Regions from separate parts of the Hordeum vulgare genome. Here region 1 is linked to region 2. Evidence: chromatin contacts called from public Hi-C data. All regions are on one chromosome and are shown on one strand. The core of a region is the stretch at or near the end of the contact, and the rest is flanking DNA. Distances in the headings are between cores, read along the strand shown.

The links. A called contact is a pair of places that touch in the nucleus more often than the background predicts.
Region 1: a contact with region 2 is called in a Hi-C map of seedling, with 3 times the contacts expected there. The contact joins the promoter of LOC123408507 here to the promoter of LOC123407867 in region 2. A contact is called at or near these places in 1 of 6 Hi-C or Micro-C datasets (seedling) and 1 of 1 datasets of contacts at active chromatin or transcription factors (embryo).

The regions. Positions count from the first base shown.
Region 1 is chr7H:235,803,221-235,810,343 of MorexV3_pseudomolecules_assembly, forward strand. LOC123408507 (ER lumen protein-retaining receptor erd-2.2-like) reads left to right here and starts at 4,642. Exons shown (of 6, transcript XM_045101599.1): 1 at 4,642-5,092; 2 at 6,805-7,004. The coding sequence starts at 4,870.
Region 2 is chr7H:235,489,776-235,496,608 of MorexV3_pseudomolecules_assembly, forward strand. It overlaps LOC123407867 (flavonoid 3'-monooxygenase CYP75B137-like), which reads right to left and starts at 1,292. Exons shown (of 2, transcript XM_045101103.1): 1 at 91-1,292. The coding sequence starts at 1,263.

The DNA of each region.
Region 1 (7,123 bases), core at 3,392-5,891, 320 kb after region 2:
CCAGCAAGAATCACAGCAAAAGGAATTAAACTCTAGAAGATACAAGGCCACAAACTTTCCCAAAACCATCAGATCTCAGGGACTTAGTGAAAATTCCTGCACCTGAGTTTCTGTTTCTGTTCTGAAGCTTTTTGACAGCAATCAAAACACAAGATAATGGAATCCAAATGACTTGAAAATTGACAGGAAGCTTCACAAACATATCAGGTTCAAACTTCTAGCACTGAACTAAGTCCAGTTCTCAACAGAATGACCAGCACATCCTCAATTACAGGTGAAGAAAATGTTTCCAGCATCCCAGACTTAGTGAAATTTTCAGAGTTGAAAAATCTGGAATTTTCCAGCCACATGCCCACTTTGTCTAGGCATATATTGCACACACATGTCACCAAGAGGTGATTGACACCACTATGGTGTTGAGCACAAACCCCTACTACTAACACACAAAGATCCATGCCCTTGGGCTCCATCTATACCATGGAAACAAAGCCCAAACTTTCAACAAAATGCAAATGCAATTCCATAAGGTATGCTTCTAAGATGACAATTACATAGGTGAATCTTATGTGCACAATGACAAAGTGACATGGGGGTTTGAACCCCATGTTTGTGTCATGCACATCAACAACACCCACACCCATATCACAATATTCCTAGTATCAAGCACATCACAATGGGACTCTATGCTAACAAGAGAGTATGCACCCCCCACATATGGGCATGTGATGGTACACACTCTCACATGAGGATCTTCCTAGGAATCATGTCATCCTCAAAATGCAACCCCCACAACAATCTACCCTAGCTTAACTAGGAATCCACACCTACACATGTTAACAAGATAGCTACCTAGTGCAACTCATCACCTCAAGCCCATGTGGTGAGGGGGAGGCATCCACCCCACTAAATCCATGCTAGCAAAAGAAACTACAAGATCAACTTAGACCCACTTAAGCTCAAAAGATGTGACCAAACATGAATAGCTAGTGCTTCTATCATCCCTTAAGAACATCACTCACAAGAAAAACACATCACATGCACACACCTCTACCAAGTGTAACTTCACACCACAAGATGCAATCCACAAAGGTTCACAATGCTAGCAATACAACATCTATCATCTTGCAAGTGTGCAACACACACACAAAGGGATCTGCTCCTAACTACACTAGCAGGGAAAAGGATTTTAATGCCATCTTGCTGCCCAAGCACAAGGAAGAGGAAGAACAATTAAAAGGCAGCAAAAGAGATAGCAAAAACAAATATCAGGGGTCCTGGGAATCGAACCCAGTACCCCTTGGTACACAAGGCACCACCTAGCCACTGCACCAGCACCACTATGTCGACAGAAAGGGGGAAGAGAACAGGGAAACATGTCCCTGCTGCTCTTGCACAGGAATAACAGGAAAAATCTGACAAAAAATACACAGCGCCGAGGGGGGGAATCGAACCCACAACCTCTCATCAGGCGCACACATGGAACAACCACTGGGCTACGATGTGATTACTGACAGAGGGGGAAACTCGAACAGATATGCTATCTGAAATCGCCCTCTGTCTACTGAGAACGCCAGCGACAGAGAAACTGACGTGCTACCCTTGCCGGCGTTGCCGCGCTGCGCTACCGGCGACGACCTCTTGCTCACGACGCTGCGAACCGCCGAGGGGAAGAGCCTGCACCTGAAGAACACCTATCTACGCTGGAAGGGACCCCCGCTGCTGCTAGTGAACGCCCGCATGGCGCCCTAAACAGAAGGAGAACCCGCACAAAATCTACGCTGCTGCACTGCTTCTACCGAGAACGAGGCGACAGGAAGGCCACAGCTACCGGCGACGAGGAGGTCCCCTGGCCACGGCGCTGCTGTCGCGAGGGGGAGGAAGCCCTCCTCTGCGCAGCACACCCACGAACTCTGCACTTTGCAGAACAAGCCGCTACTACTGCATCCTTCCATGCTGCTGCTATTGAACAGAGAAAGTACGCACCACGGCGGACCCGAGCCGATCTGCGGAGGAGGAAGGAAGGGGGGAGGCGCGGCCTCACCTTTGGGGGAAGAGGGGGCGCCGATCTGACGGAGAGGAAGCCAGACCGGGGAAAGAAGACGAGCCGAAGAAGTTCCTCCGTAGACCGAAGAAGAGGACGCAGTTCGCCCGGTTCGCTCCGTTGACGAGGACGAGCTCGACGGGAGGGTCGCTCCCCGGGGCTCCTAGCGCCGAGAATGGGTCGCGGGGAACCACCCCGAGCCCCTGGACATGACGGCCGTGCCGCCCGACGACGCACGCGGGGTAGACGCCGGCGAACTCTCTCTTCTCTGAACTCTCTGCTACCTACAGGAAGCCTACCTGGGGAGGAAAGGAAGAGATGGAGGGGGAGGAAGGAGATGGCGGCGGCAGGAGGAAACCCTATTCGAGGGGGAGAGGGCACGGACGCCAACGCATATATAAGGGGGACCTCGACGTTGCTGCTCACGGTGTCAACTCGCCTCTCTCTCTCTCTGGTTCTGACGGAAAACAACACACGCGGGGGGGGGGGAGACGGCGTCAGGAAGGAGGGGGGCTGCTTGCCTGGGCTCCTCGCGCTGGGAGGGAGACCTACTGGGCCAGCACGGGAGGAAGACCTACTGGGCCAGGGAAGGGAAGGAGGAATTTTGACATGAGATAATAGGAGGAACAAGGATTTAAAATAGCTAAGAGCTTTTGAAATCCTAGCACTCACTCCTACCCACACCACCAACACACATGCATCACAAGATAGTGCAATACCACAACATAATCCTAGCAAGATCACATGCAATCATAACACCACAAACACTAACTCCTAGTAAGAACATATGCCCACATGATCATGACATAGAAACAAGGTATGGTAAATAATGATATGGCATGGATGCATGCATGCAAAGAAAAACTGAAAATAAGAGTCACATGAAATCACAAGATCAAGGAGATGACATGTTATGTTATGCTAAGCATGCATGCAAGGAAGATATGCAAGGGACACAGGGTGGCACAGGAAATCATAGACACAAGTGACATCCTCATATCTCTGACAGGGTGGACCCACATGCAACAGGTTCCAAATAGGGAAGGTTCCACACTTGGGGCATTACAGGAGCGCCTCGACGTCGAGGGGCGCATCCCGAAGCCATGTCGAATCGTCGACGATGAAGGAGAGTGCGCCGAAGAGGATCTCATGACCCATGCACAAATCTCCGCCGGACGACATGATGAAAAGATAAAATCGCAAACTCGCCGGAAGTCGCTTAGACGCGTGCCCCACGGTGGGCGCCAACTGTCGTGGGTATAAGTCTAGCAGTAGAAGTGTAGGATACGAAAGGATGGGCAGAGCCTTAGCTACGGCGAGGATGTATGAGTTCAGGCCCCTCTACGGTGGAGGTAAAAGCCCTACGTCTCAGTGCTCTTGGGAGCTTAGTGTCGAGTGGATTATAGGGTTACAACAAGTGCCAACCCCTGCACCAGTGGGGAAGGACAACTTATATAGAGTGCGCTGCCCTTCATAATGGCCCGGTGAACAGGGATGTAATAGTGGCGAATAAATGCCTATGTTACAGGTAACGTAAGCCTTAAATGTTAATAATGGTGTATGAAAACGTATGACCGTTGCCCTCCTAGGAGGTTACAATGTACAGAATGGATTCCAGTCGGTACGTTAAATATGCTCCGAGTGCTCGTCGCCGACTGGATGATGGAGACGTCCTTGGTTCAGTCGGAACTGTCTAGGGGCCTAGGACCTATAGGACAGGCCTATGACCCTACCCTGGGACTATAACACCATCATGTCTTCTGTTCTTTTTTTTAGTGGTAGTAGATAAAAAAAAACCTTTTTAACACGATATTAGTGTCGTATGAAAAAGCTTGGACTGCGGGAGTACTGTCTACAGCGAGCCGCTCGGCATGGCACGGCCGACGCGACTTCCCCCCTTCCTCCCACGCAGGGCAGGCACGGGACGGCAGGCAGGTGGTTTGGTTCACGCCACGGAGCTTTACACCAACCGACCCATCCGGCACGGCTATGTAGCACAACTGAACATGAACATGGATGGGTCGAACCACGCAAGTCGAGCTGCCACGGCAAGGTGGAGAAGAACCGGGCCCGGATGACATGGCGTTGGAGCTCATCCATTGGTGGAAGTCGCCGTCTCGCAGTGCTCCGCACTCCACTCCACGAGGTCCTCTCGAGGCCTCCGTGCGAGTCGCCGTCGTCGCTCCCCACCCAGCTAAGGTCCTCGAGGGAGGCGCATTAACAATGGAAAATTCTATCCAACACGCTCAGGTCAAACACCAGATCGTTCAGCTCAGCCGCCCAGCCGCCCGATCGGTCCAGGTAGATCGGTCAGATGGCTTAACCCGGCCTACTCCCGTCGATCGACCCACTCGCCAGGCCGAACCCCCCACCTACGCGAACCAAACTTAGGAACCATATCCTGAAATGCAAATACTGATTGATTGCCTAAATCCATCTAATTCTATCCATTAATTGGATTGGAGGCACGTTATTAGTGGTGTATAATAACGCCAAAATCTGCTAAGAACCGGTGACTCATCAGAGCAAAGATAAGCATCGCATTTATCCTACGTTTCCATATAGGAGCAGTACGTGCCTGATCTCCCTCCCGAGGCGACGACACGAAACGGTTGCAGCTGCACCAAACCCAGCCCGACCCGTCCGGACCTTTACTCGACCACCACCACAGTACCCGTACCACGCCACACCCGTCCATCCCCCTCTCCTGCAAAACCGAAGGCCGGACCGGACCAGACCAGACCGCACGCGCTGCAAACAAGCCCTTCTCCGACTCCGATCGTGCTCGCTCGCCGCCGGTACTAGTCTAGAGCAGCGGGGAGGAGGAGATGAGGGCGTCGCGGAAGCCGATGGCGGTGGTGCTGAGCTGGGTGCGGAGGCAGCCGCCCAAGGTCAAGGCCTTCCTCGCCGTCGTCGCGGGCATGACCGCGCTCGTCTTCATCCGCTTCATCGTCCACGACCACGACAACCTCTTCGTCGCCGCCGAGGCAGCGCACGCGCTCGGCATCGCCGTGCTCATCTACAAGCTCACCAAGGAGAAGACCTGCGCTGGTTCGCTCGCTGCCCCCCCCTTCCTTCTCTTCTCTTCTGTTGCCCCCCTTTCTCCAAAGCTATCCTTTCGATCCGTCCAGCTAGCCTCACTTCACCGCGGTCTGATCTGATTTCTTCAAAGCTATTGCCCTTTTCCTTCCTTTACGGGTCACCTTTGTGCTGAAAACACATGGATTTTTTTTTTCTTTCCTTTTGGAATCATGAACCTGATTTGTCGACGGACCTAGGCAGTACTTCTGTGCTTTTGTGGGGGTCAGGCCGATGAAATTATGAATCCACGGTTTTGCTATCACGTACTACTATGAGAAGTAACTGTTTCTTGGACACTGTCTACGACTTGCGCTGCGTGGTGCATTGCAAGGCAGTGCAATACTAATGCTACGTACATACTGATTTGAGGAAGTCTGAAATTCTGGTGTAGCCATTTCGCTGGATGTGTGCAAAGTGCAAAAAGAATGTGCCTGTTCCATCTAACTGCCCTGGCCCGTTCCCGTGTCTCTTAACTGCATCTGTGTACTATAGAGGTCTTGGTGCGAAATGCAGGAAATTCATGCTGTATGCCCGTTCTATGAATGTGGTTCCATAACATTCTAGCAGATTGTTCTGATCGCTATGGTGTATGTGGTAGTGCATAAAGTGTTTGTTTGGACCATTTCATCTCTTGGAGCTTCAGTCCCTACTGGAACACCTGTCCCTCTCATGTTGCTGTTCGTAAGAAACTTTCCTGCTTTATTTGTTGGAATGACTTTGTCCCTAGATGCTGTTTTGGTGACGTGGATAGTGCAAACTCAGGCACTATTTGCATGAGAAAAAGAACCAACAAACATGCTCTTCATACACATCAGCATCATTCCATTCTTGTAATTTGTCTTTCGGATCCTTATTAGGAACATAGGTGTGCCCCTTTGGTTCTTCGACTGATTAAGATGCATGTTTTTCTTTGCGGAAAGTGAGCTCCTTTGTTCTTCGTCTGTTTAAGATGCATGTTTTCTTTGCGAAATGAAGCAGCTCTAGCAGAGCTAGAAATGGAAGCCAAAGCAGCATCGTCTAACTTCTTCCAGACAGCGGGCTAGGAAATTTTAGTTGATCTACTCTTATGTTTGCTGCGGTAGTTTAGGTAACTGTGGCATTATATTAAGAGACATGATCGACTCCTCTTTTTTGCTGCATGTCACTGAATGATTTCTCTTTTTCTTAGTGTGTCTGCTGCTCATGTTGCTGCCTGTCTTTTAGCTGTTTGAATGTTATGACCAGGTTTATGTTTCATCACCTGATACAAGATACAAGGAAAATTTCTATGCTCAAGCTCTGAAAATTTTGTATACAACTATGCACATGGATAATTTGTATGGTCACAGAATCTGCCTTCTCACATATCTCTGGTACTCCCTCCGATCCGAATTAATTGACGCAGCCTCTATATAATGTTCATTTTATATTATATAGAGGTTGCGTCATTTAATTCGGATCGGAGGGAGTAATAAAGTTTCTTAGATAATGGAATCTATGTACCAGGTTTTCATTAACGAGAAACCGGGTCTGTACTGATAGTGAAGTGCATACAGATGACTGATCTGCTGTAATAAAACACACTAACTGCCATATCGGTGTGATAAATTTGCTTATTTTTCCTTTTGTGTAGTTTGTTCGTGCTAATTGCTTTGTAATCCATATACATGCTCTAACTAACCCTCTTTCTTAAATTCTTGCAGGACTTTCACTCAAGTCTCAGGATTTGACAGCATTGTTCCTGGCCGTTAGGTTGTACTGCAGCTTTGTTATGGAGTATGACATCCATACAATACTGGATTCAGCTACACTAGTAGCTACTCTTTTTGTCATTTACATGATTCGGTTCAGACTGAGGTCAACTTATATGCTGGACAAGGACAATTTTTCATTGCTCTACGTGGTAAGAATTCAACTTTTAAACTATAAAACTGCGAGGATTTAGTCCATTAGACATTGGTCGATTATGGGGTCTCATTTCTTGTGTCACCTCTTCGACTTAAGTTTTCTCACTACCAAGGC
Region 2 (6,833 bases), core at 42-2,541:
GCACGTAAAAAAAAACAATTAAGCGTGAGAGTAGGTGTACGGAACTTGGGACTGCTAATTAATGGAGCTACCGAGTGGCTGATTGGTTACCATGAGAAGGGCCTTCACGTTGGTCATGGTGAAGGCTGTTTTCCCGTCGCCACCTTCCTTCTCCATCTTGAGCATGTATTCGAGGAAGTCTTCTGCCGTGTCGCCCCCGGCCTGGTCGGTCTCGACCCTCTTCTCTATGATTCTGCCAAAGATGTTGTCGAACCGCTCCTTGAGCGCGTCCGACTTCTTCCGGATTCCCTGCAGGTCGAACGGCGCCAGCGCAGGGAAGAAGTCTGACACGTTAGGCGCGCCTAGCATCTCTGTGATCTCCGCAACAAGCTCCCGGAACTCCTTGCCCACCGCCGTCCGCTCGCTCTCGGTCCCTATGTTGCCGCCCCACAGCGTGCCAGTGATGACGTTCATGGTAGTGAGGAACATCTGCGCGCCGACGTCAACCGGCTTGCCGGCGCTGGCCATGGAGTGCAGGTGCGCAAGCGTGGCCCTGAACTCGCGGCGGCGGAGGCCGTGCACATTCTGCAAGCCAGCGGGGCTGAGCATCTCGCGGACGCAGACGCGGCGGAGCAGGCGCCAGGTGGGGCCGACGGGGTTCCAGACGATGTTCTGACCGCCGCCGTAGGAGATGGAGCGCGCGGCGTCCGGGATGTCCCGGTTGGAGAAGACGAGGTCGTTGTCGCGCAGCACCTCGCGGGCCAGCGCCGGGGAGGTGATGACAATTCCCAGCTTGGAGCCGAGTCGGATGGAGAAGATGGGGCCGTACTTGTTGGCGAGGCCGGCGAAGTAGGTGTGCAGGTCCGGGTCGAGGGACAGGAGGCTGCCCAAGAGCGGCAGGCCCCTCGGGCCCGGCGGCAGGCCGCCTTCGCCCCTGCCGCGGCCACGCCGGAGGGTGGCAACGTAGAGGAAGGCGGCCACGAGCAGCGCCCCGTAGAGCAGCGTCGTCGAGGTGGCCGCGTCCATGGCTGCGCACGCTGCGGTAGTGGTAGCTAGGGACTGAGACAAGGAGAAACAGGCAGCGATGGTGCGTGGCGGATCCTGGCTGGGTGTATGGGCAAGGCGGTGTTTTCCCCTTGCCAACCTCGAATAGGAGTTGGCGTGTGGACGGGAGTAGCAAAGAATGGGGATCTCGCGTTTGTCTCGTCCCGGCAACGAGCTGCCAGCTCGTGGAGGGAAAATGCGAGGAACGCTCGCCTTTGACATCCACGCAAACCTTATCATTTGCTCTGCCAAATGCAGCGATTAATGGCTGTGCGGCTGATATCGACTAATTTATGGGATGCGGGCAGTGCGTGCTTCCGATCGAGATCGACTTGATTGGCATCTTCAGATGTGGACTGGAGCAGCAAGAGCGGGATGCCTCGCTTGTCACCCTCCGGCAGCGGCCGGCTGCTGCCGGCCGGAGACAAATAATCATGTTCGAAGTTGAAAACAAGAAAGACACTCAACCGATACAAAATAGTATTTTTTTATCTAAATAATAGAAAAAAAAATCGTTAATCTTTACTGATTTTGGATTTGAAAAAAAAGAGAATTATTTATAAAAGGAAAAAGTCTGAAAAAAACCTTGAATTCGTACCCCAAGTCTGAATCAAACCCTGAATTGAGAATCCCTGAAATCGTCACCTTGTCTTTCTTAATCCCGGTTTATCCCAGTCCATTAGTGCTAACAGCTGGTTTGGGGCGTTGGGATTGCTGACGTTGCTAGGATTAGGAATTTTTTTTAAGGCAGGATTAGGAGTTAACTGCACGGATTATGGACGGACTGTGGGCCTCTTTGGGTATTTACGTACTGTAAGTTGCAACGGTGGAAAGAACAGAGCTTCAGTAGGGGAACCATATTAGGACTGGTCCGTCGGCCGGCGATGACGACGACGGCAGCGGCGGCGGCGACGGCCGTGATGTCTTCCTCCCCCACCCCTTCCGCGCGTGCGTCGTAGTTAGGTGAAGGTGCTGGAGACGTGGAAGCATCCATGAAATTGTAAGCTTCAAATCATCTGTACAAATTCCTCCTTCTCCTTCTTTCTATTTCTAATGGTACAACTACTGCTCTATCTCAAGGATGCAATCAGGAGGTTTGAAGTTGCAGGAGATGATGGCTGGCAACCATGAATGGAACAGGGCAGACAATTGGAACAGAGGATGCACTGAGACAACTAGTTCTGGAGAAGAATGCAGAGATTAAAGCAATCAGTGCAAGATGTGATAGTTTGGAGAGAAAAGCAGTGTCCAACTTGAGAAAGCAACAGGAAGTGCTATTTATGTGATATGTTACTCATAAGATATCACATAAACAGTTAGTAAATTTGTGAAAATATATGAACATGTTCTCAACAGCATACATGACATTTCAGCTTACAAAAACACAGTATGAATAAGCCAAATTAACAAGCAATTGATTAATATGCTAACAGAGTGACATAACCTGCAAAAGAACATAACCAGAGTGACATAACTTGTAAAATCACTAGTCGAGAGTGACAAAAACAAAAGTACATAGCAGTTCAATAATATGCTAACAGAAAATCACTACTCCATCATATCAGTTCTGTTTTTTTGTAGCCTTCCTCTTCCGACCATTTGTTCCTGCTTGAGCTTGAACTTCTTCTATGCTCTTAGCTTGCTGGCTTGCTCTGATTTGAGCATCAGTGTTTGCTTGCTGTTAAAAAAAATATGACAGTACATAAGCATGTGAATGCACAAGTAATTAAAAAAAGGCAAAACCATTTGAAACAAGAGAGTGAACTTGTATTTACCTCAAATGACTTCATTTTCCTCCCTGTTTTCTTCAGGAATGCATTCTTCTTCCTCCCCTTTTCAGGATTATTGTTGCAACCCGCCTTGTTGTGCCCCTTGTGGCCACACATTCTACAAGTAATTTTAGTGCCATGCTTTGACATTTTCTTTCCTTTTGGTACTTCTCCCTCTTCCCTCTTCCTGTCATTCTTCCGAGGCCTACCTGGCATACTCACATACCCAGGTGCTTGTGGTCTAGGTTTTTCAGAGATAGGCCATCTCTCTTGTCCTTCTACTGGCTCCAAGCAGTGTTCATATATGTTCTTAAATTGCTCAACCGAATAGCATTTGTGAATGAAGTCAGCTATGTTTCTTCCACTCTTGTATATGGCACTGATGGCATGGCAACAAGGCATCCCTGCGAGCTGAAAGTAACCACAAGAGCAAGTCCATTTGTCCAAGTTCACTGTATAGCTCCTCCCTCTGCCACTAACATGTTTCACCTCAAAACCTTCCTTGCCATTCCAGAGCACATCACAAAACTGAGTCATTTTGATGGCCACTTTAAGCTTCTTGAAAATGTTTGGGCATATATCACTAGATGTCCACTTTTCACTTTTGCTCCTATTTTCTTGGACTCTAAGTGTCATCTTGTGTCTAATCTTCTCTAGCATAGAGATGATAGGATAGAATCTAGCCTCAACTATAGCATTGTTGAAGGACTCACATAGATTGTTATCCACCGAGTCACAAAGGGACCCGATAGGAAAAAATGCTCTTGCCCAATGCTTAGGCTCTGTCCTCATTATGTCCCTTGCACCTTCAGGTGTATCTTGAGCTAACTTGGCCTTCCTATACATGAAATCTTCTCTGTTTGCAGCCTTGGCAATTGCCCAAAATTTCTTTTGTAGAGAATGCTCTCTAAACTTTTTTTTCCAATTAGCATAGATGTGTCTAGCACACATTCTATGTTGTGCCTTTGGTAGATAGTCTTGCATTGCACTGATAAGGCCCTACATAGAAGTTGCAAAATATTAATTACAATAGATACATAAGACAAATGTAGATAGGACACGCGACGGCAAGGCGGGTGAACCTAACCAACCTAGTAATTAACAAGGTATCACTAATAAGTAAATAATTAACAAAATGCCAAAATGAACACCCATATGAAGAACATACCTTTTGTTGATCTGATATGAACACCCATCCTTCACCTTGGTCATTAATATCCAAGTCCTTTATCAAAAGGCCAACAAACCACGCCCAAGATTCACTAGTTTCTTTCTCCACTACTGCCCAAGCTACCGGATACATTTGATTATTAGCATCTCTACCAATAGCACATAGAAGCTCACCTTGACATGCTCCTTTGAAAAAGCATCCATCAAGCCCAATAACTCTTCTGCAAGCTTTAAAACCCCTTTTCATAGCACTGAAGCATACATAGAAGCTTTGGAAAATATTTTGATCCATGTACTCAGGGTTCAAGCCAACAAGGATTGTGCTCCCGGGATTGCTCCTAAGTAGTTCAAGCTGGTAATCAAACACCTTGGTGTACTCATCTTTCAGTCCAGCAAGTAGCTTCTCTGACACTATCTTTTTAGCAGCCTTGCACTTTGATGTTGAAACATCAGCAAAGAAATCTTTCAGAACAGTGGCTTTAATGCTATCAATTTTCCATGTGGGATTGGCTCTTAAGATGTGCTCATATCTCCTAGCAATAACTTTTGCCGTGACAAGGTGATTGTCTCTGTTAGGTGCACACTCATGTTGATCTTCATATGTGATCACCTGAAATCGAGAACACCTACTACTATAAGCACCATATATAGTCCAGGGACATCCAGGCCATCCACACTTAGCCCTGATCCTTCCTTCTTCTGACTTCATGAAGTTTATATTTCTAAATGTCAGAAGTCCATATTTTATTAGTGCCTTTCTCATCTGCTCCTTACTCCTGAAAACCATTCCTAAGCAGAATAATGGAATATCTACCTTAGGGTTATACCTTGGGAACTTAGTCTTTCTCCTAACAAACACTCCTTCGTGATCACTGTCCTCGTCATATGAGTAATCTTCATCATCTGAGTCAAAGTGGTCTTCTCCTACCACTTCTTCGACATTTGCCACTAGATCTATTGGAACAACACCAGATGGATTTCTCTGAGCCCATCTCTTTGAATCTCTAATTCTCTTCTTAAAAGCCTTAGCTTGTTCCCTTAGTTCCACATATTCCTCTTCTAGTCCACTGTCATCACTTCCTGCCACATAATCACTATCATCCTCCTCACTGTCTGAAACTACAGAGCCATTGTCATCACCCTCATGTTCATGTGTTTGTTGAACTGCTGCATTACCACTATGTGTTCCTGGATTAACGACATGAGAGCTATATATATGATCCTGGGAACTTTGTGTCTGAAACTGAGAACTCCGTACCCGAACTTGTGAACTTCCAGTCCTCTGTTTCCTATAGAAATTGTGCTCTGTAGGGCTGCTAATCACCTGGGTAATAAGACCACTCTCGGTTGGTACAGCCACATTTTCTGTTACAGTAAATGATGATGGATCCACACTAATTATGTGCACATCATCCTCTGCAGTTATGATTGCATCTGGTTCTACATCAGTCTCTCTTTCTGACTCGTTACCCATCTCATTCTCAAAATCACTACCACTGTCACTTGCACTTTCATCATCTTGCTCCCCAAAATACTCCACATAGACCTCAGCCACTCCTCCACCAGTTATGTATTCAGACATCTTCATACAACCAGCATCATTACACAAAAATAATAAGCCATCCACTAGTTCTTTACCAGGCATCAGGAAGTGAATCTTCATGCTTTCTTTCACTGGTATGTGATCACCAAGAAAGCTTTTTATCTCTGGCAAAGACAATTTATCCCTTTCAATCTCTGAAATTGCCTCATCTCCACCAACATAGTCTAAAATAGGCCCAATGCGAACAAACTGTCCGCCAAAATGAAACCGCACATTCAGTTTGTCCCAAGGATCCATGATGACAACACAAAACTGCATTGCCACAGATTTTTTGATCAAACCAACGACTGATACAATTATTACGAACTAGATGTACAAAATAATCTATTTTTTCTGCATAAAGTAAACACCCTAATAACGCCCTAATAACCAGATTTTTTCCACGCCTAGAAACCCTAACCAAAGACAATCTTTGGTGAAAAAAGTGAGGACAAGAAGACGAATACAAGAAGGAAGGGGATTACCGAAGATTTTTCTGGCCGCCGTGGTTGTCTTGCTTCCTCTGCGATCAATCACCGCCAATCACCATTGGCGGTACGAGGGGAGGCGTTCAGGTAAAGAAACAGGGGAGGGAGCAGGTTCGTAGTGGGGGTTATGAAGCTTTGTTGATTTCACCGCTGCAACTAACAGTACCTGAATACCCGAAGAGGCCCACAGTCTGTCCATAATTTGTGCAGTTACCTTCTAATCCTAGCAACGCCAGCAATCCCAACGCCCCAAACCAGCTGTTAGCACTAATGGGCTGGGATAAACCGGGATTAAGAAAGACAAGGTAACGATTTCAGGGATTCTCAATTCAGGGTTTGATTCAGACTTGGGATACGAATTCAAGGTTTTTTTCAGACTTTTTTCTTTATAAAAGGCAAAGGGGCGTTTCTCAATAGGAATCTATTAATACAAATGTCCGTCTGTTGCGAAAAATAGAATATAACCTATTCCACATGCCATTATGCAATATATTTTTAATTTAATTTTTACAAACATCGGAAATAAGGTTATACCAAGTTCTTTTTTTTGTATGATCAAATTTGGATGCTAGAGATAAGGTTACATGTGCATTGATCTTCTAAGAGCAACTCTAGCAGACCCCGCATCGCGCCGGCCCGCAAAATGTGTTTGTAGTTCGCGTAAAACAGTTTTTGCGGGCTGGTCCAGGCTGGCACAGATGCAGACCCCCAAGCGGATTCGTAAAAAAGTATATTCGCGGAACATACTTTTTTACGGGTCAACTTTGCAGGGTCTGCTCTTTGCGCCGCTGCATCCCGCAT